Regions from separate parts of the Mus musculus genome. Here region 2 is linked to region 1. The links are chromatin contacts, called in public Hi-C maps. All regions are on one chromosome and are shown on one strand. Each heading gives the region's core, a stretch centred on a gene start, on an enhancer-like site or on the middle of the called end of the contact. The rest is flanking DNA. Distances are from core to core; before and after follow the strand shown. Region 1 overlaps Necab1 (N-terminal EF-hand calcium binding protein 1). Region 2 overlaps Necab1 (N-terminal EF-hand calcium binding protein 1).

Region 1 (6,843 bases), core at 2,072-4,571:
ATTCCTCAGTGGATGGAAGATACTGTTGGGTAGTTCACACATAAACGTTACATATAAACATTTCATGAGACGTGTGTGTGTGTGTGTGTGTGTGTGTGTGTGTGTGTGTGTACTAAGGATTGAATCCAAAGGCTAATACATGCTAGTCAAGTTCTACCTCTGTAGTACATTCATAATTCTTTCTGTGTTTGAGAGAAAGTCTCACTAAAATTGCCCAGGTTGGACTTGAACTCATTCTGTCACTTCGGCAATGCCTCATTGCGTTATCTTCCTGTCTCAAGGAGCTGGGACCACAGGCCGGTGTGAGCATGTCTGCCTTCATGAGGTTCTTGATGATGAAAGTTGAGGTTTGCAGTCAGTGAGATTGCCCAAGACACAAGGCTGTGTATCCCTGGCTTTAATTCCCGTTTCCTTCTAGCTTTTTTCCCAAGACCTGATAAGTAGGTTTCACCATAAATAAAAAATTAATTAACCACCAGGAAGAAGAGCAGAACACAGACATAATACATGTGTTTCTATGAAGACAGTTGTACATCACACAAACACACATCTGCTAATGTTTAAAGACCATTAGGGAATGCAGTTGAAATAATTTCACAGGAAGGGGTATATGTTGTGGAAGTTTTCTGAAAACAGGTGAGTTTGGGCCTGTGCTGTGGATGTCTGACAGCATGAGAGAGCAGCTGAGTGGATATTTAAGGAGCAGCCTGGCCAGGTCTGAGGCATGTTAAGAAGCAACACATACTGCTGGATTATGGACAGATGACCGTGTATATGGGATTCCGTGTCTAGACAAAGAGCTAGCATTCGACAGGATATGCCTTGGAGGGGCACTGTAGAGTTCCCATGGCAGGAATTCTACCATTGTTTGTGGAAAATGATGCACATACTGATTTACGGGACCAGTCATATCAAGAAACTACAGATGCAGTTTAGCATGTTCTATTACTCTTTACATAACAGCTGAGAGGAAGCTATGAAGTGAAGAGAGAAAATAAATGCTGCCGCTGCTTCTGTGAAATAATCATGGTCTGAGAGCATAATTTTGGAGAGCCCTTCTATTTCCACAATGGCAGAAATGATCATTAGTCCACAGGGCAATCAAAGCCAGACCCCCATGAGTGAAAGCCTTCTCTACAAAGATGATTTTCAACGAGTGCTGGTTGCTGTGTGCAGAAGGGGGAAATTTCGATCTATTTGAAACCTTCCTCATTCACAGTTTATTTCCATTTTATTTCCCTCGGTGTGCCAAATGATTAAATCAACGCTGGTTCAAGGATCAAACAAAATATCCTGCTAAACTCTGCAAATGTCATAACCTAGATGGCTGGATGGCTCCGCAGAATTTAACAGGAGGATTTGAAAATGCCTATATAAAGGAAGGCTACTGGTTTTTCTGAGTTAATTTTGTGTCCGGCCACTTTACAGAAGGTGTTTATCAGCTTGATAATTTTTCTCTGGTGGAAGTTTTGGGGTCACTTGTGTATACGCTATCATATTATCTGCAACTAGTGATACTTTTGAGTTCTTCTTCTCCAATTTGTATCCCCTTGATCTCCTTTAATTGTCTTATTGCTCTAGCTAAAACCTCATACTGAAGAATGCTCTGGAACCTCCCCCCACCCCCATCAAACCTCCCACTTTTGCCAAGGGTGAAAGGCTGGCAGTGGGGGAGGGGCTGGCTTGCATATGAGCACTCACCGCAGGCATCCACTTTGAGCTGAAGCACTCTCCACATAGTGCTTCAGAGCAAGCTGGAATTCTTCCAGATCCTCTTCTGTCACAGACATCTGGCGCTGCACAAGCATGATGTGCTGAGGAGGAAAGGGAGGTTATTGTCTCACAGGCACCCACAGGACTGCCAGCCAGAAACTTAACCGGGAAAGATGCAACTATTCCCTACCCGAAGTGATACAGAAGCCTGAAACTATGTAGCAACGGAAGCTAAACAAAGTGCCCTTTGCGAGAGACAGATCCTCTTTCAAAGCAAGACAGCCAATTAGAATCACCCAGGAGATTTCAGCATCACCTCTCTGTGGGGCAGAGGTAGCAGAACATAGGCACCAGCATCTTAAAACTTCCCGAAGTGCATTTGATGGGGCAGTCGTTGCCACTGCCCCAAAGCTGCTAAGTTTTAAAGAGAACTTCTATGGGTCTCTGCATAGCTCAGTTTCTTGGATATTTTGTGACACCAGATAATGGGCGGTTACTACAAATTTGCTTTTTAAGAATGTGAGCTTACTGATGCATTTCTAATGCTTCACCAGTGATTTAAAAGGTATTGTGGCAAATATTAATATTAATTGGGGGGTTTCTAATCTGCCTTAGATAATTCAGTTCCCACATAAAAGACACAAAACTCATATTTACAATAAGCTTTAACGGCACTAGTGCTGGGCAGCTTTTAACCCTCCATGGCTATTTTGTCTACTTCCCTGTAAATAAACCCAAGATATGACTTGCCATGTTCGGCTTGGGCTACTTATTCCAACTGGCCAGCCCTCATGGACAGTTCTTAGGATCCCTTACCACATGGCATCTTCTTCTCTTTCCACCTTCTCTTCCTCAGTCAGAGTGGTCCTGCCTCAGACTCCAGGCCTGGGAACTGAAGTCCTACCTACTTCTCTTCTGTCCAGTTATGGGCTGTAGGCATCTTTATTGACCAATCAGGGATAACTTGGGGAGCAAGGTTATGTTATGCCCTGAGTCCATGGGAAACCCAGACTGAGCCCAAGAATTGTGAATTCAACTGCAACTTGCAAAAGTCTTTTTAGTGTTTCAAGTCTTGACTTAGATCACATGCCCCACACTCACAGGGTAAATGCAGGCATGCGATGCTGAGTCTGTAAAACATTGGGTTTATATACAGTATAGTTAGGAATCCCCTGAATTCTCTGGGAAAAGGGGAGTGGAGGGCTGTAATCATTTGGTGGGACAGAACTGAAGCTGGGAGGGGGATAAATCGGTGTCTGTTGTGGGGTTATCAGGGACTAATTTTATGGCTGGGCATTAACTATCTGTGACCTCTGATTACCTTTTCTCCATGATTTAAACGTGGGGCCTTAATCTTCTTTGAATTTATTTCTCTAAAGGTCTCAAAGACAAGCACCTGGAGAGCTCTCAGAGGGAGGGCTAGATTCACAGAGGCAGGGAGGCCAGCTCAAGCTAGCATCTGGCTCCGCTGGGTGTTTTATTAAGGGGGGTTTATGGGCAGTGTCATCCTAGCCTGGGCTGGGTTTCCTCAGAGTGGCTAGAGACAGGGAGGGAGCCCTGGGTTTGCTGCAGGGGGACACAGTGCAGAAACCAGCTGCCTGCATACTGTGCTTGCCACAGAAGGGGCAGGGCTTCTGTGGGAAAATATGCAGAGGCAAACTGTCTACAACATTGGAGTCTCTTTGGTGAGGCTTCCAAGAAGCAGGGCAATTAACCACAGAGAGATAGCATCAGTAATTCAGGGGCTACAACAGTTACACAGCATCACTTGGTTTATGTGAGGATCTCCTTGTTCCTGAGAGCCACCAGACCTTGAGGGCCAGTATTTAACATTATAGTATACAGCAAGAGACCAAACCTCAATAGGCTATCATATTTTGCCCATTTACAACATGTGCTATTCAGAATGCCGTAACCCTTTGTGATGTTTGATACCAATAACTTGACCAGATCTAGAATCACCTAAGAGACAAACGGTCAGTGAAGGAGTTTCTGTATTGGGTTAACTTAGCTGGAATGACTTAGCTTAACTGTAGTGGGCATCATTCTCTGAGCTGTGGTCCTGTTCTGAATAAGGTGAAAGCAAGCTGAGCACCAACATTTAGTCTCTGCTTCCTGATGTGGACACAATATAACCAGCCACCTCCACGTCCTGCTGCTTACTTCTCTGCTATGGTGCAGTATACCTTCAAAGGCCAACTAAACAGTAAGGTCTTTCTTACTATTCCTTAAGTTGCTTTTGTCAAATATTTTGCCACAGCAACAAAAAATTTTGCTAAATACACCCATTTAATAGTTCACAATGGGTTGGGTACTAACTGCTTTCCCCAACAAATCTCATTACCATTATAACAATTTCAGTTTAAAGACTTCCCTAGAGCTCTGCCTGTGTGCCTTTCATGGAAGTATAGGTCTCAGGATTGAGAGAAAAATTCAGAAAGTATGAACATAGCCTCACAAAAATGCAAGATCAAATTTAAAAGACAACTCACCAGAATTATATGGAATACAAGCAAAACTTGTCCAATACTGATAATCATGTAGCATAGAGACTACAGTTCAACCCCTGATCTTCTGTTCCCTATTCCATTCAATTTCTCAGTGCTTGTTAAATAGCTATTATTTGTCAAACACTGATTGCATTGTAGAAACTATACTTGTGGTGGTTTGAATAAGAATTGCCCCTAGGCTCATACAACGTCACCAAGGGAAGTGGTCCTCTTTGACAGAATTAGGGTTAGAAAATGTGTCTTTACTGAAATAGTGTGTGACATTGTTGGAGGAAGTATGTCACTGGGGAAGAGCTTTGACCAATCAGCCTCGCCCCTCCCTGCCTCTCTCCTTCTCCCCCCACCCTCTTGACTGACATGCAGATCAGGACATAGTTCTCAGCTACTGCTTCAGCACCACGTATGCTGCGATGCATGCAGCCAGTCTCCCCGCCATGATGATAATGGAATAAGACTCTGAAACTGTAAGCAAGCCCCCAATTAAATGCTTTCTTTTATAAAAGTTGACTAGGTCATAGTGTGTCTTCCCAGCAGTAACTAGCATACCAACATATGCTTTTTAATTTTATGTTAGTAAATACTACATGCTGAGTTCTGAGTTGCAGTGATGGATAAAGACTGACTTCTAGGGCTATGTTTCATAGTAGAGCACTGGCCTAGCATGCACAAATCCTAGCTCAATCCCCAGTGCCACATGCACACACACACACACACACACACACACACACACACACACACCACTTCTTGTCTTTAAATGACTTAGCAAAATAATAAGACTAATGATACTAGTGCACACATGAAGTTAACTATATATAAGTTGTTAAGAAGTCTAACAGATTCTTGAGAAACAGCATTGCATTGACAATGACTTATTAAACTCTTCAGCTGTTTTGCTGTTAGAACTACATTTGACAATACATTGTGGACAAGAATATAGGAACACTCAACAGGCTATGAATAGTATATTCCAGCCCAGTTCCCCAGGAAGGGGATGCTCTTCAGTTGGCTTTTACAGATGATCACAGAGGTTAATGATCCAGGAAAACATTTTTCACAGAAACAATTGGGCTGCAAGGCTATTCCAGGAACTGAGACTCAGTGTCTAATCATAGAATTTCCTAGTTGAAAGGTGTCTCTCAGCTTGAATTCATTGTTGCAATCAAGCAGTGAAGGACGCGTGCTTCTCATCCACCCACCCCATTTATGCCTTTATGGCCCAGTTTGATCTCTGCCTTTCTGTCTTTGTCTTTCTGTCTCTCTATTTCCTTTTAGTTCACTTTATCTACAGCTCATGTTTGTCAGACCTCCATAGAACAATTCCTAACAAAGAGGACTTAATAATATGCATAGATCTCAGATTGTGAGCTAAGGCATTGTCATAATTAGAGTTTTATTGCTGTGAAGAGACACTATGACCAAGGCAACTCTTTTAAAGGCAAATATTTAATTTGGGCTAGCTTAGAGTTTCAGAGGTTCAGTCCACTATCATCATAGCAAGAAGCATGGCAACCTGCAGGCAGACATGATGCTGGAGAAGGAGCTGAGAGTTCCATATCTTGATTCGAAGGTAGCCAGCAGGAGACTGTCTTCTGCAGGCAAGCAGAGGAGGATGTCTTCCACACTGGGCATTTTCCAAACAAAACAAAAACAAAAACAAAAACAACCCTTAAGGCTTGCCCTACACAGTGGCACCCTTCCTCCTATAAGGCCACATCTACTCCAACAAGGCCACACCTCCTAATGGTGCCACTTCCCATGAGCTAAGCATATTTAAACCAGGCAGTAACTATAGAGAGCTTTGGAGGATCCCTTGTAAGAGAGGTCTGTGTGGGAAGCCGCAAACGCCATTACAAGATGGCGCTGGCTACCACTGGCCACCACCCATGATTATGGGTAAACAACCAATGTGCGCATGTGCATAAGAGTTTTTTTGCCGAGTCACTGCCTGGCCCGATGCATGTTAATGAGGTACTGGTAGCATAACCAATCAGGTATGGACACGTCACTCCTAGGCCTATATAAGCAGCACCATTTCTGGGCTCAGGGTCTTTCGCCTATGCAGTCAATGCTCTCCCAATAAACGTGTGCAGAAGGATCCTATTGTGGCGTCGTTCTTGCTGGCGAGTCGGGCGCTCACAGGTCTGCATATGTTGTTCTAAATGAGGTGCCCATGCAGATTAGATGGTCGACCCTCAGTGCTCATTCCTTGTTTTCCAGGCAGACTCTGAGACTTTCAGTAACACCTTCCCCTGCACTTAGGTACAATCACTTGTTGCCTTTTTTTTTTTAATTGAAAGATTCAAACAGAATTCCTAGGTACCACATTTGAGCTTAAAGCTATGAAGGATATGAGCCATCATATTTTTCGTTTTGTTTGTTTATTTCTTTTTTCTGTTGGTAGGAGGAAAACCTATCTTGGGAACAAGGGATGAAAGAATATGGGCCCTGAATCACTGTGTGGACTTTATACTGGAAAAACAACATTTAAAAAATAGTATTGGAACAATCTTATGGAATTGATCCATTTTTCCTGTAATAGCCATCTTGAGTTCAACAATCCAACTTTCTGGGTCAGAGATCAAGAAAGAGAGGAAACAAACCTGTGACTATCTCCCAAGAT
Region 2 (6,843 bases), core at 2,797-5,296, 75 kb after region 1:
CAAGAAAAAAACAGAGAAATATTATGGCGGAAGTAAACATGCTCAATTTTAGAGATGACAGAAAACAAGCAAGTGTATGAAAGGAGCAAACACGTGTGCATACTTATGTACACACACAATAAATAAATAAATAAATAAATAAATAAATAAATAAATGTAATTGTCTAATATTTGAAAAGAAACCCAACCTTTCTTATGATCATAATTGATGCCCGAGAAATACAGTGGCAAGCAATTTTTGAATCTTTCTTCCTGCATTTTTTTTTCTTCAGGCAAAAGAAATGAGTCACATCAAACATGATTCTCTTGACAGATGAATACTAAGTTGTGTTGTGCAACTCCTCTATGGGATATAAGGAATAGAATGTGATAGTTTGTATATGCTCAGCCTAAGGAGTGGCACTATTAGAGGGCATGGCCTTGTTGCAGTCGGTGTGGCCCTGTGGGTGTGGGGTTTGTCCTAGCTTCCTTAAGTACATTATCTAAAATAAAATAGTTTCTTATAGTTCTTGTTATTGACTGAGGGGGAGGCAGGAAGCAGAGGGTTGGAAAGACTGGGAATATTATCAAATAATATAATGTAATCACAAAATGTGATTTTTAATGGGATTCCCCTGCTTTGGGAGATATCAAACTGGCTTCTGTCACAGTTGTAGGACTTTGTTGGTGTTTTGCTTTGCTTTGTCTTTTACAGGCTGGGGATCAAATCTAGGGTATTTTGAGTGCTAGAAGAAGCTCTGATACTGAGCTATACTGTTAGAACTCTGTTGAGCTATTCTAAATCATGTCAACTCAAGATGTTTTCCAAGCTCACTCTGCCTGCCATGTATACTCATTGAGGAAACAGTAAATAGTATGAAACTTTGTAAATTTGCACATTGCTGCTCTGACTTCACCCATTCTAAATGACAACTTTTCTGTGCATGAGAGAGTGCTTCTAGCAGAGCCAGCCTTGAAAAGTGTCTCTTTAAAAGGTCAAAGAAATGTCATCACTCACTGACTCTCCTATCTATTCTTCATTAAAATTCTGTACATTCTTTGGTGCTTGTGTAAGACTTTCACATTTGTGGCCACTCAGGTGACACTGGTCTCTCTTCATTTAACATCAAGTATATATTTATTGTTCGCATTAACAATTAATTTAATGCATATTTTTGTTTTGTACATTTTTGACATTTTTTGTCTTCTGAATTAAAATACATTTTAAAAATCCACTGAAGTTTTAGCATGTTTTTATATGTAATATTTAGTAGCTTAACCTTTTAAAAACTATATCTTGCACAATGTTCTTAAGGAGAGACAATTTATTGTTGCCTTATATATTAACAATGCACGTAAACTTTCTTAGTTACAGTTTTACTGTTGTGCACAGACACCATGACCAAAGCAAGTATTATAAAGGACAACATTTAATTGGGGCTGGTTTGCAGGCTCAGAGATTCAGTCCATTATCATCAAGATAGAAGCATGGCAGCATGCAGGCATACATGGTGGAGGAGGAGCTGAGAGTTCTACATCTTCATCTGAAGGCTGCTAATGGAAGACTGACTTCCAGACAGTTAGAAGGAGTATCTTAAAGCCCACACCCACAGTGAAACACCCACTCCAACAGGGCCACACCTCCTAATAGTGCCACTCCCTGGGCTGAGCATATCCAAACCATCACATACATTTTCAAGTTTCTGATTAGCAAAGTGGAGGAAGATGTGAGAAGTGAAAGGCTATGGAGACTTGTTGGTTTTCCTGGAAGACACACAGGCCTATGGTGGCAACAGATCTCAGGGCTCAAGACTAGAACACAACAAAGGAAGCCAACCCCACTTTACTGATGGAGCATCTACTCAAGAGAGTAGCCAGTGGAGTTGCCAAGGGCACTTGAGATAGTCATTCGCTAAAACACTGCTCATGAGAGACCAAATATAAACTCTATGGATTGACCTAAGGAATCATTTGAATCTGTATTAAATACTGTAAAAAAATTAGTAAGAGAGAAAAGTCAGGTTGAATAAACAGAAATGCACTGTGACAGTTTATATTCTCGGCCCAGGGAGTAGCACTATTAGAAGGTGTGGTCTTGTTGGAGTAGGTGGTCACTGTGGGTGTGGGCTTTAAGACCCTCATCCTAGCTGCCTGGAAGCCAGTATTCTGCTAGCAGCCTTTATATGAAGATGTAGAACTCTCAGCATCTCCTGTACCATGCTTTTCTGGATGTTGCCAGGTTCCTGCCTTGATGATAGTAAACTGAATCTCTGAACCTATAAGCCAGTCCTAATTAAATGTTGTCTTAATTAAAAGACAACTTGGTCATGGTGTCTTTTCACAGCAGTAAAACCCCAACTAAGACATGCATGTACCTTAAAAAAGAACACAGATGAATCTACATAGTTCTCTCAAAATTACAAAGTTTGAGATTTGTACAAGTCTCAACAACTCCAGTGAAAGGCACTTGTAAAGAGTAAAGACCAGTGACAAAATTTATATAAAAATGACAAAACAGAGGGGAAAACTTTAGGAATAGAAAAGCAAAGGAGAATTGGGATTTTCACATTTTCAAGTGTGTTAAGTATCTAAAAGTTAACTGCTGTTCAGCTATGTTAGCAGACACAGTTTTGCCAGTGGAATAAGATAGTCAACTCTCACACAGTTAGTGTGTGAAAATATTTACAGATGTTACCATGGTGTTTAATGTGAAAAGATGAAAAAATGAATTAGTCAAGAAATAGAGCTAGCTATCTGGAAAATATGTCAACTGGAGGCCACTAGTGTTTGTTGTTCTTGACAGCACTATATTTGGATGGGGATATATTTCAGCTTCTTGTAAGCTGAAAGGTCAGTACATCTTTAACTTTGTAGCCCAGGCTTGCCTTGAGCTCATGCTCTCCTTGCCTCAGCCCCTTACTTCTGTAATCATAGGCATGTGCACTACACCAGGGTTAAATATTACCTCTCTGACAGGAAATGCAACTTACACCATTCAATCTTCTCTGATGATATCCAACTATAGAAATCTACAAATTCTTTTGCTTAGAACTTTGCTTATGTGTCTTTTTCTTTTGATTTCAGTAATTATTATTTAAGCATTGAAGTATCATTGCTTCTGTCCATAATTTCTTGCACCAAACTCCTTGTTCAATTGTGTAAAAACTGTGCATGAGAAGAATATAAGAAACAGGCTGGACATCTCCAGATCTTTCCACAGGTGAACACTCAAGAGGTCAATTATTTAAAAAATAAATCCAAAGTAGCTAACACTAGAAGGTTTTCATAGTGATTCATGTTATGATTTTACATTTGTAATGTTAAATATGAAGTTATAAAAACCTTAATTTATAAAGGGGGGCTGATTAGATGGCTCATGGAGGGAAGGCATGTGATGCCTTAGTTTCCTAAAAAAACAACTCCTCAAATTGTCCAGTGATCCAAACATGGGCATCACCACGTACATGTGCCCACACACCTACACACCTATATGCACGAACAACTAAACAGATGTTAAAAAGTATATAAAGAGAAAGTGAAGGTTTCTTGGTTTAAATCTATCTTTGTGGCCTCAGTAAGCCAATTAATAACTGAGAGATGCTTTTTCCTCACGTTGGAAGTGGAATATTGTCATCTGTGTAGCATGCCTTACTAGGATACTACCAAGAACAAATAAAACTTCTGAGTAAGGTGGTGGAATAGAAGTTGTCTCCATGTGATCCAGTTAAGAGTTAGCACAAGAGAAAGAGAGAGACTCACTTCCTGGAGAGCTCCCAGAACCCCACAAAGCAGTGATATAGCACTTCTGAGAAGCACTGAGAGGGGCTAGGCTAGGTGACCTGCAGAAAAAGACAACCAATACAAACAGGTCTAGATGGGTGGCTGCCCAGTGGATAATATTGAGTAGGAACTGCGTGCATAAGCTGCAGGTTTTACTAAGACATCGATTCCACTGGAGGGAGAACTCGACAGTGGGGAGGAATCACATTTTCTCTCTGCTTGACTGGAGGGCACTGGCAGGCTGCTATATTAAGATAAAATCTTTTTTTTTTTAAGTGCTTCTGAAGCTGAGGCTCTCACTAAAGCTGTATCCTGATTGTGGTATCTGTTTCCCAACAGGGATGTCTGGCCTCAGAGGCAGAGGATGAGCCTAATCTGGCCGAGACTTGATGCACCAGAGGGGGGGCATTTGGGGGTGAGAGGGCTCCACCTTCTCAGCAGAGAAGGAGAGGAAGAGAGGGGTTAGGCTCTATGAGGGGGTCACTGGGCAACAGCATTTGGGATGAAACAATAACACAAATATTGTGCACCCCCTCCAGGGGACCAAGTACGCAGAGGAACCTCATGTCAGGGAGTCTGAATTTTACCTGCTGCCATCCCAGGTCTCAGAGACAGCTGCCAAGTGCAGGAGGACTGGACACTGAGAAAAACATGTGGTGGGAAGCTCAGATGAGGACAGTGCTCAGGGAAAAGCCCAGATGAGACAAACCCTGGGTTTGATAGGCCTGAATTTGAGACCCATGGGATGATTGGCCCCTGGGCCACCTGTCACACATGGCTGTAGACTCAGAAAACTCCAGCGCTTGGCAGGAGTACTGGACACCTACAAATGCATCCCTCCAGTAGGAAGATCAACAGTACCTGCTCTGCCTGTATAGCTTATAGTGCTTTGTTTTTTTCTCCTACTTCCAATGCACTTAGAAGACTCTTTCCAGTTAGGATATCAGCCACTCCGTGGGGGTACAAACTGGATGGCAGGGATGTAGGAAAATCATCAGCCTAATGTGTCCAGCAGAGGCCCTTGGTATGTACAGAAGGCAGTTACTGATGTGAAGACAGCTCAGATAGACATTGGAGAGCTGTCCAATCCAGGCTCAGGATTAGCACAAACCACAGGAGAAACGAGAGACCACAAATTCAGCTAACCTGCCCCCATGCAGATCTCTAATTTTCATGAATGTTGTAAAATCATATCAATACTTCATTCTCTTTTCTCAAGCTCCACCCACCCTGCCACCCATGTTTCCACTCTTGTTCTTTTTTTTGCTGCATAAAAGTAGTACTGTTTACTTTATTGTGTTTTAACTACAGAAACCTTTGTTTTAAGACTACATGTTATATGAAAAGAGGAGGAGTGAGGACTTGTGGAACTTTTGGGGAGGACGGTGACCATCAAAAGCAGGACAGGAATGAGGGGGAAGACAGAGAGAAACGGATAAAAGATAGAGTGTGCTGTAATACATAATGAAAACCATTACTTTTTATGCTAATTTAAAATATTAATTTTAAAGAGAAAAAGAATAGTGCACATTAAAGAATACTGAAGACTCTAAATAACTATGTAAAAGCTGATTAGTCCGTTTTTCCTAAGCTCCATTGTGTTATAGCCTTTATTCTTCATCTTTGCTTCTAAGTGTATTTAAATGTATGCATGTATGTGTGCCCCCTGTGTAAAGATGCCCGTGGAGCTAGAAGTGGGTGCTGGGACTCCTGGAACACAGGCAGTTATGAGTTATGAGCTGTCAAGTTATGGGTGCTGGGAACTGAACTTAGGTCCTCTGCAAGCATAGCAAGTGCTCTTAGCCACAGAGCCATCTCTTCAGCACCCTCATCTCCATTTTCTTCATAGGTACTCAAGCATTGTGCTAGCAGCAAGGAAGAGTCAGAAGTGTTCATCTGGTAACTTGGCTATAGGGAGTCACATCAGCCACCAGAATAGGGTGTGGCTTCAGCAATGGCAAGAAAGTACCAGTGCCATAGTTATCAAAGGAGAGGCAATCCAAGTCCTGAGCCAGCCCAGCCTTGGCTATGAGCTCTGTTCTCTACCCACTCAGCCTTCGCCTTGCTGGTGATCTCTGCATGGATTAATTACCCACATCTCCTCACAAATGGTATCAGTAAGTTCAACACTTTTCCCACCTTCACATCACCTCAAAGGTCACACTCACTTGTTGCTCACCTCAGATCTGTCCCTCTTTGTCCAGTCAGAAGTAGTGGGGTCTTCTGCCTAGGATTTGCTTAGCTTCTGGGTCAGCAGTTATGCAGAAGCTTACAAGGGCCTCCAATGTGAGGACTATGCCATAGACAATCTACTTGAGTATCCTCTCTAGGAGCCTACTGTTACCTTTTGCTAAGTACAGAAGACTGTAGAGCTTAGACCTGGGTCAGAGCTTCTCTCCTTCAGGCTCCATGTGTGGCCTGGAGACCCTCTTGTTTCCCATGCCTGAGCTATCCATGGTTTCCTCCTCACTACACACATTCACATAAAAACGAGCGAGGAAAAATGGGGTGTCAAATAAGCTGTTTGGAAAATACTTTACCATGAACTCCAAGAATTCACTTCCACTTTACTTCAAAAACCATGTAAATGGTAACAATAGAACAACAAAGGATGGACATGCCTGTCTTCTATGAGCCCAGGGGTGCTTTAATATTTGACACATCTCTTCGGTTCCCCTATTTTTTTCTGAAAAGAGGAGGGATTTATTTTAATGATAAATCTAAGAATCATGAATATCTATTCATTTTTGCACTGATGATAAACCCAGAATATATCACAATATTTAAATATTGAGAGAAATACATCTCTCAGAGAAGCTCAGAACTAGGAAAACGGGGATACGAGAAATAGGGAAAGTTTGAAGTGAAGGTGTCCAGAGTTGCCAGAGAAAGAGTATCCCCAAAGGCAGATATAAGAAGGAGGTCCAACTCCTTCTAGAAACCAAGACTCATTTCTCCAAATATTAAAGATATACTGCTAGAGATTCTTGCTTAAAATTAAATTCTAGATGAAAAACTATATAAGCATATTTTATATTTAGCAATTCCCATAGCAACATTCAATATGGTAACTACCACATCCTA

Evidence for each region. Hi-C and Micro-C count contacts between places; a contact is called where the count stands out from the background.
Region 2: a Hi-C map of the N1E-115 cell line shows a contact between it and region 1, with 2.5 times the contacts expected there. The contact joins two enhancer-like sites. A contact is called at or near these places in 4 of 484 Hi-C or Micro-C datasets (the N1E-115 cell line, Sertoli cells, cortical neurons and 1 more) and 2 of 115 datasets of contacts at active chromatin or transcription factors (DN3 thymocytes and the SCID.adh cell line).

What each region holds. Positions count from the first base shown.
Region 1 is chr4:14,964,205-14,971,047 of GRCm38.p6, forward strand. Necab1 (N-terminal EF-hand calcium binding protein 1) reads right to left here. Exons shown (of 13, transcript NM_178617.4): 10 at 1,702-1,814. Among named protein-coding and RNA genes, the nearest start is that of Gm11837, 37 kb to the left of the region's middle. Within about 2 kb of position 3,322, at least 25 of the 459 cell types and tissues checked have an H3K27ac peak or open chromatin away from gene starts, as enhancers often do. A contact at or near this core is called in the N1E-115 cell line and the SCID.adh cell line, where this site is marked.
Region 2 is chr4:15,038,310-15,045,152 of GRCm38.p6, forward strand. The region is part of intron 5 of Necab1 (N-terminal EF-hand calcium binding protein 1); the gene reads right to left. Among named protein-coding and RNA genes, the nearest start is that of Gm11844, 19 kb to the left of the region's middle. Within about 2 kb of position 4,047, at least 3 of the 459 cell types and tissues checked have an H3K27ac peak or open chromatin away from gene starts, as enhancers often do. A contact at or near this core is called in the N1E-115 cell line and the SCID.adh cell line, where this site is marked.